Linked DNA regions of Hordeum vulgare: region 2 is linked to region 1. The links are chromatin contacts, called in public Hi-C maps. All regions are on one chromosome and are shown on one strand. The core of a region is the stretch at or near the end of the contact, and the rest is flanking DNA. Distances in the headings are between cores, read along the strand shown. Region 1 holds the start of LOC123404483 (mitochondrial import inner membrane translocase subunit Tim9-like). Region 2 holds the start of LOC123443788 (outer envelope pore protein 16, chloroplastic-like).

Region 1 (5,619 bases), core at 1,842-4,341:
ACTTCAATCCGCGACAGTTTTTATTTGTGAGAATCCAATTCGCGACAGCTATGTGTCACCCTAGTGATTCCTGCTAGGATTCAAGCTATGTGTCACCCTAGTGATTCCTGCTAGTAGCTGCGTCCCTAGAGTATTTAATTAAACACGACAGACCTTTGTTAGAACTACACAAATATTATAAAAATCTATACATATTTTCTAAATGTTACATACATTGTTTTTAGAATGTTATGCGTGATTGACTATAATGGGTCGGACCCGTTCCGAGAGGCCATTCTTGCATTTGGTTAGCTATATTTCTTTTTATCACGAATGGATGAGTTCCTCGAAAAGAAGCGGATCACGCTGATTGCCTCTCTCTCTTTCGACTATCATCCTCTTCCTCGTCTCTCCCCTCGATCCTTCGTCACCCCTCATCTCTGTTCCCGTCTTATCTGTGACACCGTCGACGATGCGTCTTCCCCTCTCGTCGCCATTCCCTCACTGATCTCGTGCGCGCCACCACCACCAGCCCCACTAAGCATTGCGGCCTCTCACTCATCTTGTCCAGCTGGTCATGGAAGCCGGGCGCACCTGAGGTGCCCATCGTCGGTTGTCGCAAGCTTGCCCCGCATGTTCTTCTGGTTTCCCTCATTTTTCTTGGTGCGACAGCGTGTTGGCCGGTGACTGGCTGGGCATTGACATGCACATGCAGTATGCACCTATGTCGCAACCTCAGCGTACATGCACAACGAATAAGCGGCGCCGGAAACAACCATAATTAGGGCATGTAAAATGGTTGATAAGATAATTTTATCTTAAATCTTGCATGTAATTTAGAGATGATGAAAAAAAAAGTATACAATGGATCATCTCTTATCCTTATCTTCTATAATTAATTATTCCTAAAAATATGATGAGACATATTATGCTAACAGATCACCTTTTATCTTCTCTTAAATAAGAGAAGGCAAAGCCTTTTTTTTTTAGTTCTCTCTCCTCTAACTCATCATTTATCCTATGTGGCATTTTTAAGATAGTATCATTGTACATGCCCTTAGCGGCAGCAACCAACAACAATCTCCCGTGTTAGTACGATCGAACCTCTGATCACTCGTCATGTTGGCCGTCCATTGATTTTCCAATCCCGTGATGTTGGTAGAACGATGAGTTGTGCCTACCTGAACTTTTAGTTTGTTTTCTGTTGACACATATTCCATTTTTGTTGGGTACCTCTGCAATGTACCATTCTCTAAATCAATGTAATTAAGTATTTAGTACTCTCTTTGCTCTAAAATAAATATCTCAACCTTAATGTAACTTTATACTAAATCTAGTACAAAGTTCAGACACTTATTTTAGGATAAAGGGAGTATATGTATAGTCTAGTTTTGAGCCAATTACATCATAAGTGTTTGAACTTAGCAAGAAAAATCAGTTTGATGTTAAAACTTGCAACATACATTGAACCGATGACAGAACTTGGTTTTGACATGCATCTACGTTGCTCAACATGTTTTATATACATATAATGTGCTGACAAGGCGCGCTGACATGGTATGAGACCCAATTTCGGTGACAGGAAAAGCGGGGATGGACGTGCGATCTGGGTTTTGCGAAAAACACCCTAAGGACCGCGATGGGCCTTAAATGGACTCCAATGGCCGCAGCTCATATTTAACATGATCGTGTTTTTAATTCATATATACCATTATAATTCATATTACTATTAAATTACATAATTGTTTTTAAATAGTACTTATATATATTTTAGAATTATATTAACAGTATTTTAAGTAATAATATTCCTCGTAGTGTAAGTACATAAATATTTTTCTTAATGCATAAATACAGCCTAAAAATACATGAAAAATTTCCTGAATACATTAATAATGCATGATTTTTATTATAATATCCAAAAAATATTATAATTCATAAATATTATTTTAACAACATAAAAATTTCTAAAACGTATTTTAATATTTTTTAGGATGAGATTGATGTTCTTTTAAATAAGAACCATTTTTAGAATTATATGAACATTATTTTATATAAAAATATTTTTAAAATTACATGAAAATCGTTTGAAATTATAATAATTTTTTGAATTATATTAACATTTTTAAAAATAAGAATATAGTTTTATAATTATGTGAACATTATCTTAAATATTTTCTTATATTTTTTATAATATAGGTCATTTAAGGCCTACATGCATGTTTGTTTATATGTCATTACGAATAGAAATCACATTTATACAGTAAGTGATATGTGGTGTGATGGCCAGCCTCCGAGTTGGCATTGAAGGTCGTGTGTTTGAACTTGGGCAATGCTTAATTTTTTCTTCTCATTTCTCTTTGTTGCATTGTGTCCTGGCAGGTGGGGCCCAGTTGTCATAGTCAATTGTAGATTTATTTTAAAGGAAAAAATGAGAAGGTTTTTGTGAGAAAAATAAAATATTATGGTATTTTCACAAAAAATCAGGCGACATGCCCGTCCTCGCCTTCAAGTCACTGACATTGGGTCCCACCCCATGCTGATGCGCCTTGTCAACATGTTATACGTGTACAAAACATGATTAGCATCGTAGATACACGTCCATGCCAAGTTTTATCGCCGGTTCAATATATGCCGCAAGTTTTAGCGCCAAACTGATTTTCCTTATCAAGTTCAGACACCTGTGATGTAATTGACCCTTTAGTTTTCTATCAAAATCTTATTCGGTATGAATTCGGTGCAATCAAGATAGATAAACAATTTCATTCCATTGCATCTCTCGAACCAAACACTAGAGTATAATCATTCCATTCCTCACAATTGCTCCTACCAAACACAAAGACATAGCCGACCCATTTCGCTAGAATAAAACCATGACATTCCGTTTCACTTTGTTCCCAAGCCAAACACGCCCCTAGAGGAAACCAAACATACACCCTGGAGGAAGGAGGAGGAGGCTTTTTTTTCCGAGGGAAGAGGAAGGAGGAGGTGACATCGCCTCTCGACTTGATGGGCCTTTTACATACCTGGTTGCATCACGGCCCATGGGCCGTAACTGGGGCACCCATTTCCTTCATCTCTCTTCCTCGGCTGGGCGGCCGCCTCCGCCCCACTCTTCCCCCACTTCTCCCCCAAGAAAAAGCTGAATCATGGACACCACCGGCGCCGCCGCCGCCGCCGCCGCCGGAGGCGGAGGCAGCGAGGAGGAGGAGGACCGGGCCCGCCTGGCCGCCATCGCCGACAGACTCCAGGCCCGAGACTCGTACGCGCTCCGCCCCTCCCTCCCGCCTCTCTCGATTAGCTCGTCTAAAAGATGGCGTCTTGCAGGGTCCGGCTGTACACCTGGCTCTCGCACCGGTGCTTCTCCGACTGCGTCACCACCTTCTACCGCAAGACGCTGGGCAAGCGCGAGGGGGACTGCGTCCGCGCCTGCGTCCGCAAGTACACGCTCGCCACCAACGCCTCCGCCGCCCGCTTCAACAAGCTCGCCGACCCCTCCGCCGCCGCCGCCGACGACGAGGACGGCTGATTCGTGCGACCCTGTGCTCCGATTTTTTGCCTGCTCTGGTTAGTCTTCTGCAGTCTGAGTTCCGATGATGTAGCGCTTGTGATGCCTGAAGAAACACCAGTAGTGACAGAGTAGAACGAGCCACGGATTCTGAATTTCTGATGCGCTTCGATTGATTGCCGCTGTATCGGACCACACCACGGATTCGGAACTTGGGTGGATGCAGTCCCCCCTCGATGGTTTCCTTGCTTTACAAACTTAATTAATGCTTCACTGAATCTTTCACTGAATGTTATGCATTTCCTTGTATGGCTGGAATCGGTTGCTTCCATGTGTCAGTTCAGAATTCAGAATGTGCATTGATGAAAACCTGAATTCTTGGAGCCATTTCATGCTTTATTCACTGCATCAAGTTTAGGATTTCCCCCTTTTATTTTGTCTCATAGCCTGGCATAAGGTCAAATCAACAGTGATCCGTGATGTTGAATTGAAGCTTGTCTAGATTCAATTTCCTCTTCAAAAGTTGACTGCATCTTTTGCCGTCATATGCCAATCATGAATCTCCATGTCACATGATAAATAGATCGTTTACAACAATTTGTCAACAACTCAACATTACTCTGATGGACAGTATCCAGGACAGTATCATTGCAAACTTTCACTGAATGCCATGCATTTCATTGTCTGGTTGGAATCTGTTGGTTCCATGTGTCAATCCAGAATTCAGGATGTTTGATGTAAAACCTGAATTCTTGGTGCCAATTCATGGTTCATTAACTGCATACCATAGTCTGGTATAAGATCAAATCAACAATGATCCATGATGTTGATTTGAAGCTTGTCTAGATTCGATTTCTACTTCAAAATTGCACTGCGTCTTTTGCCATGATATGCCAAACTTGAATCTCCATGTCACATGATAAATACATTGTTTTCGTTTGCAGCAATTTGTCAACAACCCAACTTCACTGCAATCAAGCGCATGTCCTTTTGTTTCCATACCCTGTTACAACCAGTAGTCAACTCTGAATTTATGATATATCTCTGCCTCAAGTGATAGGATCTGAACTTCTCTTCAGAATAAGATATTAGAGAAACTTCAGATGTTGAGACAACAAAAAAATGATTTGTTCATGAAATATGGTTCATCAGAGTAATGTAGCAAAGGGCAAATGGATCTGATGTGAATACAACCATGTTACCAGACAAAAAATGTAGTAGAACCTGTTGTATTCAGTGATTGCACATCTTCAATCTGTATAATTTACATATGACACAGAAAATGGGGTCCTCCAAAATTTATTCACTCTAAACAGTAAGCATACTGATTGTTCTGTTTAATGATTTTTTGGGTGCCAGTCTCATTCCTATATGGAATGAATGCAGGGTACTTGCATCTAAAATGAAGGTCTAATTATCCAGGTTAAGTCGCTCCAGGTTCTTGTTGCAGTCTCATCAACTCTCAGCGTCAGTATCCAGGACAGTATCATCGCCAATTCACAGTAGTCCGATGAGAGATTTAGATTTTGTTATAAGCTTGATGATGTTCCTCGTCGTTGGCTTATCACTGTTGAACAGAGACCTCTGAGCTGATACTCTGCATGTACGCACACAAACCATAATCCTATGAGACCGTCCATCAACTCTGATCCAGAAGTTTTACGTTTCTGAGAAAATACAACCGTTCAATTGTGTCATTTGCCCCTTCTTTACATCGGATTAGATGATTTGCCCTGCTTTTCTGTTTTCCTTTTGATAATGTGTCCTTTTTAATTACTGCAGTCCTTTTTGATTTTTAATCCCTATTTTTGCCATGCGAAAAGTCTGTATTGCCCATGTGGCAAATTTTGAATGCTTTACGGACCATTCTGTGTTGGACTGTTGGTCTTGGTTGGATCAACCGGTTCATCACCTTTCTCCTGTTCTTCTCTCTTTCTATCTTCGTATTGATGTGACAAACCTTCTGGAGGAGGTCGATGAGGGCACCCTTGCCCGCATCTTGATGTCTGCTCTTGCTGCTGCCAGAGGCGCGGCAGTGTCCGTTGCAGCACAGTGATCCAACGGAGAAGGCTGTCAAGAGACGGCTCATGCTGCAGCTCGGTGATAACATAACATGGGTGGTAGACGGGCAATTT
Region 2 (5,619 bases), core at 806-3,305, 340 kb before region 1:
AAGTAATTGGCTAAAGATCTTACTCAACAAAAGAAAGATGTGGATTGTCAAGTAGGCAGATAATATTTGTTTGCGACGGGGAGGCAGTCAGTCATGCAGGTAGATTTTTTTCCTCCACATAAGGTTCAGTTAAGTGCAAGAAACATGAAACATCCATTTTCAGAGAATCATTACCCAGTCACGGTCACCACGGACCCTTTCCACTCCATACTCCATGCCTACATACACCCCAGCAACAGCACCTGCGGATTAGTCGAAAAAACATCTGAATCTGTCAGCGGAAACTAGAAGAATGGATGAATGATTTATGTTAACACATTTTTTGAGCCAAATAAGACAATAGATAAATGTTCTTCTACTTAGTTACCCCAATATGCACCCTCCTTGCACATTTTCTTCAGCTGCATAAAAAACCAGAATATCACATCAGTGGACTACAAATGATATATAGTTGCCTGAACCTTAACGCGGGTGCAGAAATAAGGCCACAGAATTTTCACTAATCCACAAGTAGAGAGCGGTTATAAAAAAGAACAGTGGTGCAGGGGCTTAAACTTTCAGTTAAGCTCTCTTTCCTCCATTTAAACAGTATCCTTTGCTAAAAAAAACTTAAATATCATCCTACGAGGGTATGCTAAAACTAGGCACTGCTACTGAAATAGCCTGAAGTACTGAACATTTAGTCAGTTCCAGCGTAGAATATATCATCTGCCTATCAGTACACAACTAGTGGAACAGATGTTTGGAAAATTGGCTGATTACTTAGTTAAGTAGCCAAGTAATCCCTGCTCAAAGGGTCACCGAGCAGCGAATTAACTGATTGATCGGCCAATTCACCTATTAATCCACTACTCGCCACCCGACCGAGCAGTTACAATTTAATGATTTCCTGAACAACGAGTGGAACATCTAGTTGTTGGACACTCAGATCGTAGCAGAACTCAGGGCAAATGGTACAACATAATGCTCTCTAATCACACAACAGCGATGGCATCAAGCCACGGGTGCCTACGAAACTAGGTAAGAGAAAACAAAACACCGCGGAAACTGATATACCGTCTCTTCAAGCTGGCGCTTCGAGATATCCCCTGCAAAGAAAGGAGGATAAATGCGATGTCACGTTTGTCTGCACGGCACCAACAAAAAATGGTGTATGTCCTACCATACACGAGTGAAAAATATTGGTCTGCAACAATGGATAATAACAACAGGCAGCATCTGGCCGGTATCTGACCGAGAGCCTGGGCGGTTCTGAACCTAAGCTATTACTCTGCAAAGATTGCTTTTTCATGAGGCATAGCTAGCTGCTGGTACTTGATAGACAAGTGCATCTGGCTAATTGTTAACTGAAACATGGCACGTTCAGAACCTGAGCTACTCTGCTTCTTGGCGAGCAATACATGTGAACCTTCATCGAGAAAAGAAAAAAAGCCCCTTTTTTTATCTGTTTACAGGAAAGAACGGTTTTGCTGAAGCACATCTAGATGCGCCCTAACTATTTCACGTCTAGGTTCTATGTCAATGGTTTCACCCAGAGATTCGCGCGGGTATTTTCTACGGTTTTCTCTGAAGATGAAAAGAAGGCCCTGACCCCCTTCGCATCCGTGCAGCGGGAGAGAAGGGCATGCGTTTGTTAGTTAGTTGTTACCTCTGTGGAGGCAGTCGAAGGCGTCCTCGGCGACCACCCTGCAGGCGCCGACCTGCGCACAGTGTTGCCAATGGCAGACCGGATCAGACACATTGCAAGATATCAAAGAAGAGGAGGAGGATGGGGGGGCGTACGGCGCCGATCTTGAGGAAGCCGTCGACGGTGCGGTTGAGCAGCGGGTTGCCGAGGTCGATGGCCACGTCCACCTTGTTCGACCCGGCCGCCAGCCCCGCGGTAGGCATCCTCCCTTCCTCTCGTCTGGCACCCGGCACGCAGAGAGAAAGAGAGAGATGCAGAGCAGGAGGAAGAAGAAGAAGAAGAAGAAGATGGAGCAGTTGAGTAGGATACAGTGAGATGTGTACTGGAGCTGGATACTATGTATAGGGCGAGGCAGAGAGGGGAGGCAGTGGCTGTGAGGCCACGGGACGGGACGGCCCTCGATCCTACTCCGTTGGGGTGGGGGGGCTCGCGCCATGGCCACGCGTCGGCGGGCGGGCGGAAACAAAAGCGTCGCTCCCGGAGTCTGGTCCCCCGTGGCGTGGGATCCGCCGGTGGACGCGCCCTGCCGACTTGCTCCCCGGCCCGAAGTGCTGGTACCACATTTTCCTTTTGGAATACCCGGCCCGGCCCGAAGATTTTAAGCCCAAAGGCCGGTCTGGGCCCGGGCCCGCCGTATTAACGATTTAGCGAATAGGCCCTGCCCGAGGACCCAGGCACGGCGAGCTTTTACGCTGATGGGTTGGCTTGGCCTTTTTTTTTCTGGGCCCGACGCCCGGGCCGGGCTCGAGCCTGGGTTCTTTGGCCCGATGCCGTCCACAACGTGTTGTTGCCGGGGCGTACCTCGACAACTTCCGCGAGCTCTCCGGCAGCGATGGCCGGATGCGTGTGATCTCCGCACGTCGGTCAGCTTCAGAAGGCGGTGGCACCAAGACTCCGCCGACGCTCACCCCTCCACGAGCCCGACACCCGCATGTTCGGCGTTGCTAGGTAGTCCGCTTCATAAAGGAGGCGGGCCTCAGACTCGTGCAGGTGGCGGCGGTCGAAGCCGTTGGCCGTCGCCCCGTCATCGGGGTAGCGCTCGGCAATTGGAGAGAGGGAGAGAAGGCGAAGGTGACGAAAGGGGCGAAAAGAGGAGAGGGTGTCAGCGACGAGAGTCTGGCGAGAGAGGTGTGTGGCCACCGACAAGGGGAGCGGCGACTTTATATAGCTGCGGGCGGGCGGCACGCGGGACGACATCATGTGAACGCGTGACGGGAGTGGATGGGACGTGCGTCGCCACGCCTTCGCTGCGCCGCCCGTGAAGAATCAATGGAAGGTTTACCGACAACGCAACCTTCGCATTGATTCCCGCTAAAAACGAGGCTAGAGGACGACGAACGTGCCTAACCGCCGACTCGACGGGTCCACACACCCGTTTTGCGCCAAAAACGTTTCCCCAGGCGCCCCCAACGCGCTAGGTTTGTCCTGGGACCGCCGAGGCCAATTTCAACCATCACCGACGAAAAACAGGGTCTTGAAAACGTGACTGGGCCATTTTTTAGCGCCGGCGGCAAAAAGGAAATTTTGAAGGAGCCTATTGGGGACGCGGCTGTGGATGTTCTTATATCTAGGAATGGAGGAAGTATCATATGGTTGCAATCTGCCCGTAGGACGGTCAAAAGAAAATCTGGGTCAAGCCAGCTTTCAGGGCGCTCAATTGAAAAGGAAAAGCAAGCACGCTCATGGGCCGGAGCATTAATGTCCCTACCAACATGAGTAACCGCGGGAGAAGCAAAACCAGGGGAGCTAGTGCGTGAGGGAGGTATCGAAGAAGAGAGCTCATGCTCCTTACGCAAGCGCCTAGCAAACTGAACTAATGACCTTTATTCATTTGAAATGGCGCGCGAAGCTAATACCCTTCTCTAAAAGGTTACTGATTTGATGTTTTTTGAATTTCTGAAACTTAAACAGCTTTTGTATTTACGAACAAAATTTATAAATGGATTTTTTTTTAGTTTCTGAAGAATTTTTAAAAATACAAACATTATTTGAATATGTGAACAATACTTGAAACTATGATTTTTGTTTGAAAACAGCTACATTTTTCCAAATTCTGATACTCTTTTTGTGAGCAGTTTTTCAAACGGGAACATTTTTTAACTTATGCTCACTTTCTAAAACAAGAACAGTTTTTGAACTTACGTACATTTTCTGAAACGGCAAACATTTTTTAAAGTTCCCGACCATTTTAAAATCATGAATATCTTTAGAATCGGAGAACAAAATTTGAACAAGTTTTCAATTTTTGAACAAATCTTGAAAAAGAGAAACTTTTTTCAGAAAACAGGAACATTTTTTTTATAAAGTGTGAACACAAGAACATTTTTTGAAAACTGTGACCAATTTATGAAAATGGAACATTTTTTAGAAAATCGTGCAGTTTTTTGAATAGGAGAACATTATTTGAAACCCGAACATTTTTTGAAAATATGAACACATTTTGAAAGGCGGAACGTTTTTTGAACCACGAACATTTTAATGTAAATTGTGAACAAAATTTTGAACACGAGAATAGTTTTTGAAATACAAAACAAAAATTAGAAAATGCCAAACAAAAATTAAGAAAAGGAAAAAAGGAAAAAAAGTGAAATAAAAATTGAAAAATGAGACAATAACATTTTTTGAAATGGGAACATTTGTTAACTCATGTGCACTTTTTAAAACAGGAACATTTTTTCAAATTTCGAAACTTTTTTTTGAAAAATCTGAAACATTTTGATAAAAGTTCAAGAACATTTTTTAAAATTCCGGAACATTTTTTCTGGATGGTGATAACGTCGCGTGCCCATGTATCGATGCAGATGAGGCAAGTGAAACTGAATTTTGTCCCTTGCTGCCATCCAAAACCATTTTTGCATGAGTGCAATGCATCAATGCATGTTGCATGTTTTCGGCCATAGCTTACATATCTCACACAGGCCCAAAAGTTTAATGTGACGACGCTGCAAGTCGATAGAGTCGGACTCTCCACGAGAACACTCGAATCTTGGGAACAACATTCAATTTTCATAGAGCAGTCACAAACTGTTTATTAGTCGATGAAGCTTCAGTAATCATCCCTTCCTCGTTTTCTGTCGCTGCTTGTATGCGTTGTATCTCTGTATGTATACAAGCGACTTATGCCTACGGATGTGTACATCTTAAAAAAAGGTTGCAAAGTGAAGCGCCACTAAAATTGCCTCTTAGCGAGGACAAAAAGATGAAGAAATTTTCATAGAGCGTTTTTTACACTATACCAGTGTAAAGAACGCTTTTTATATTTTGAGACCAAGGGAGTACTCACATAGCGTAGTAACTGATTCTCAAAGCTAACTGAAAAGTTGACAATATCAAAATTCAGGTAGGCGCTTGTTGGTACGGCAGAGTCGAGTCCAATGTCCTTGACCTGAACTGGTTGAGCCAAACCATCATTCCCCTCCACAGTCTCCTGCACCGCACGCACCCAGACCTAGCTAGAGTGCAATGAAGTAGGTACATACAAGTAGGTGTCATCCAGCATTTAATCTGTTATTTTTCTGTCAATGCTATTGTAGTGTTTGGCATGTTCCATATTCAGTTGCAATTTCTCTGAAAAACTCAATTTTTGCTCTTTGCCGTGATGATAGTGTTTGCGTTAGTCTAGGAGGGTTGTATAAACCATATTGCCTATTCTTGTGCATGTGTGAAATGTTGCCTTTTATGTCAAATTTATCTTCACTCTGCTGCATTACATGCCTCTTACAGGAGTTCAGTTTTCTGTTTATATATCAGCTGTACAAACATCTCAATCTGGTTAGTGTAGTTTAAATTCGAGACTAAACTTTTTCATGGTATATTATAGTTGATAGAACTTTGACAAGGGATTAAGAGCATCTCCACCCGCTGTGTCCCCAGGAGGCATTTTTTCGGCCTCCTGGGGTTGCCCCGGCGGAATTTTTTCATTGGGGTGGAGA

The links. Hi-C and Micro-C count contacts between places; a contact is called where the count stands out from the background.
Region 2: a contact with region 1 is called in a Hi-C map of seedling, with 7 times the contacts expected there. The contact joins the promoter of LOC123443788 here to the promoter of LOC123404483 in region 1. A contact is called at or near these places in 2 of 6 Hi-C or Micro-C datasets (leaf and seedling).

What each region holds. Positions count from the first base shown.
Region 1 is chr1H:11,127,478-11,133,096 of MorexV3_pseudomolecules_assembly, reverse strand. LOC123404483 (mitochondrial import inner membrane translocase subunit Tim9-like) reads left to right here and starts at 3,091. Exons shown (of 2, transcript XM_045098420.1): 1 at 3,091-3,238; 2 at 3,304-3,774. The coding sequence starts at 3,126. The coding sequence ends at 3,505.
Region 2 is chr1H:11,464,941-11,470,559 of MorexV3_pseudomolecules_assembly, reverse strand. It overlaps LOC123443788 (outer envelope pore protein 16, chloroplastic-like), which reads right to left and starts at 2,055. Exons shown (of 6, transcript XM_045120347.1): 1 at 1,783-2,055; 2 at 1,649-1,700; 3 at 1,057-1,088; 4 at 368-401; 5 at 175-242. The coding sequence starts at 1,890.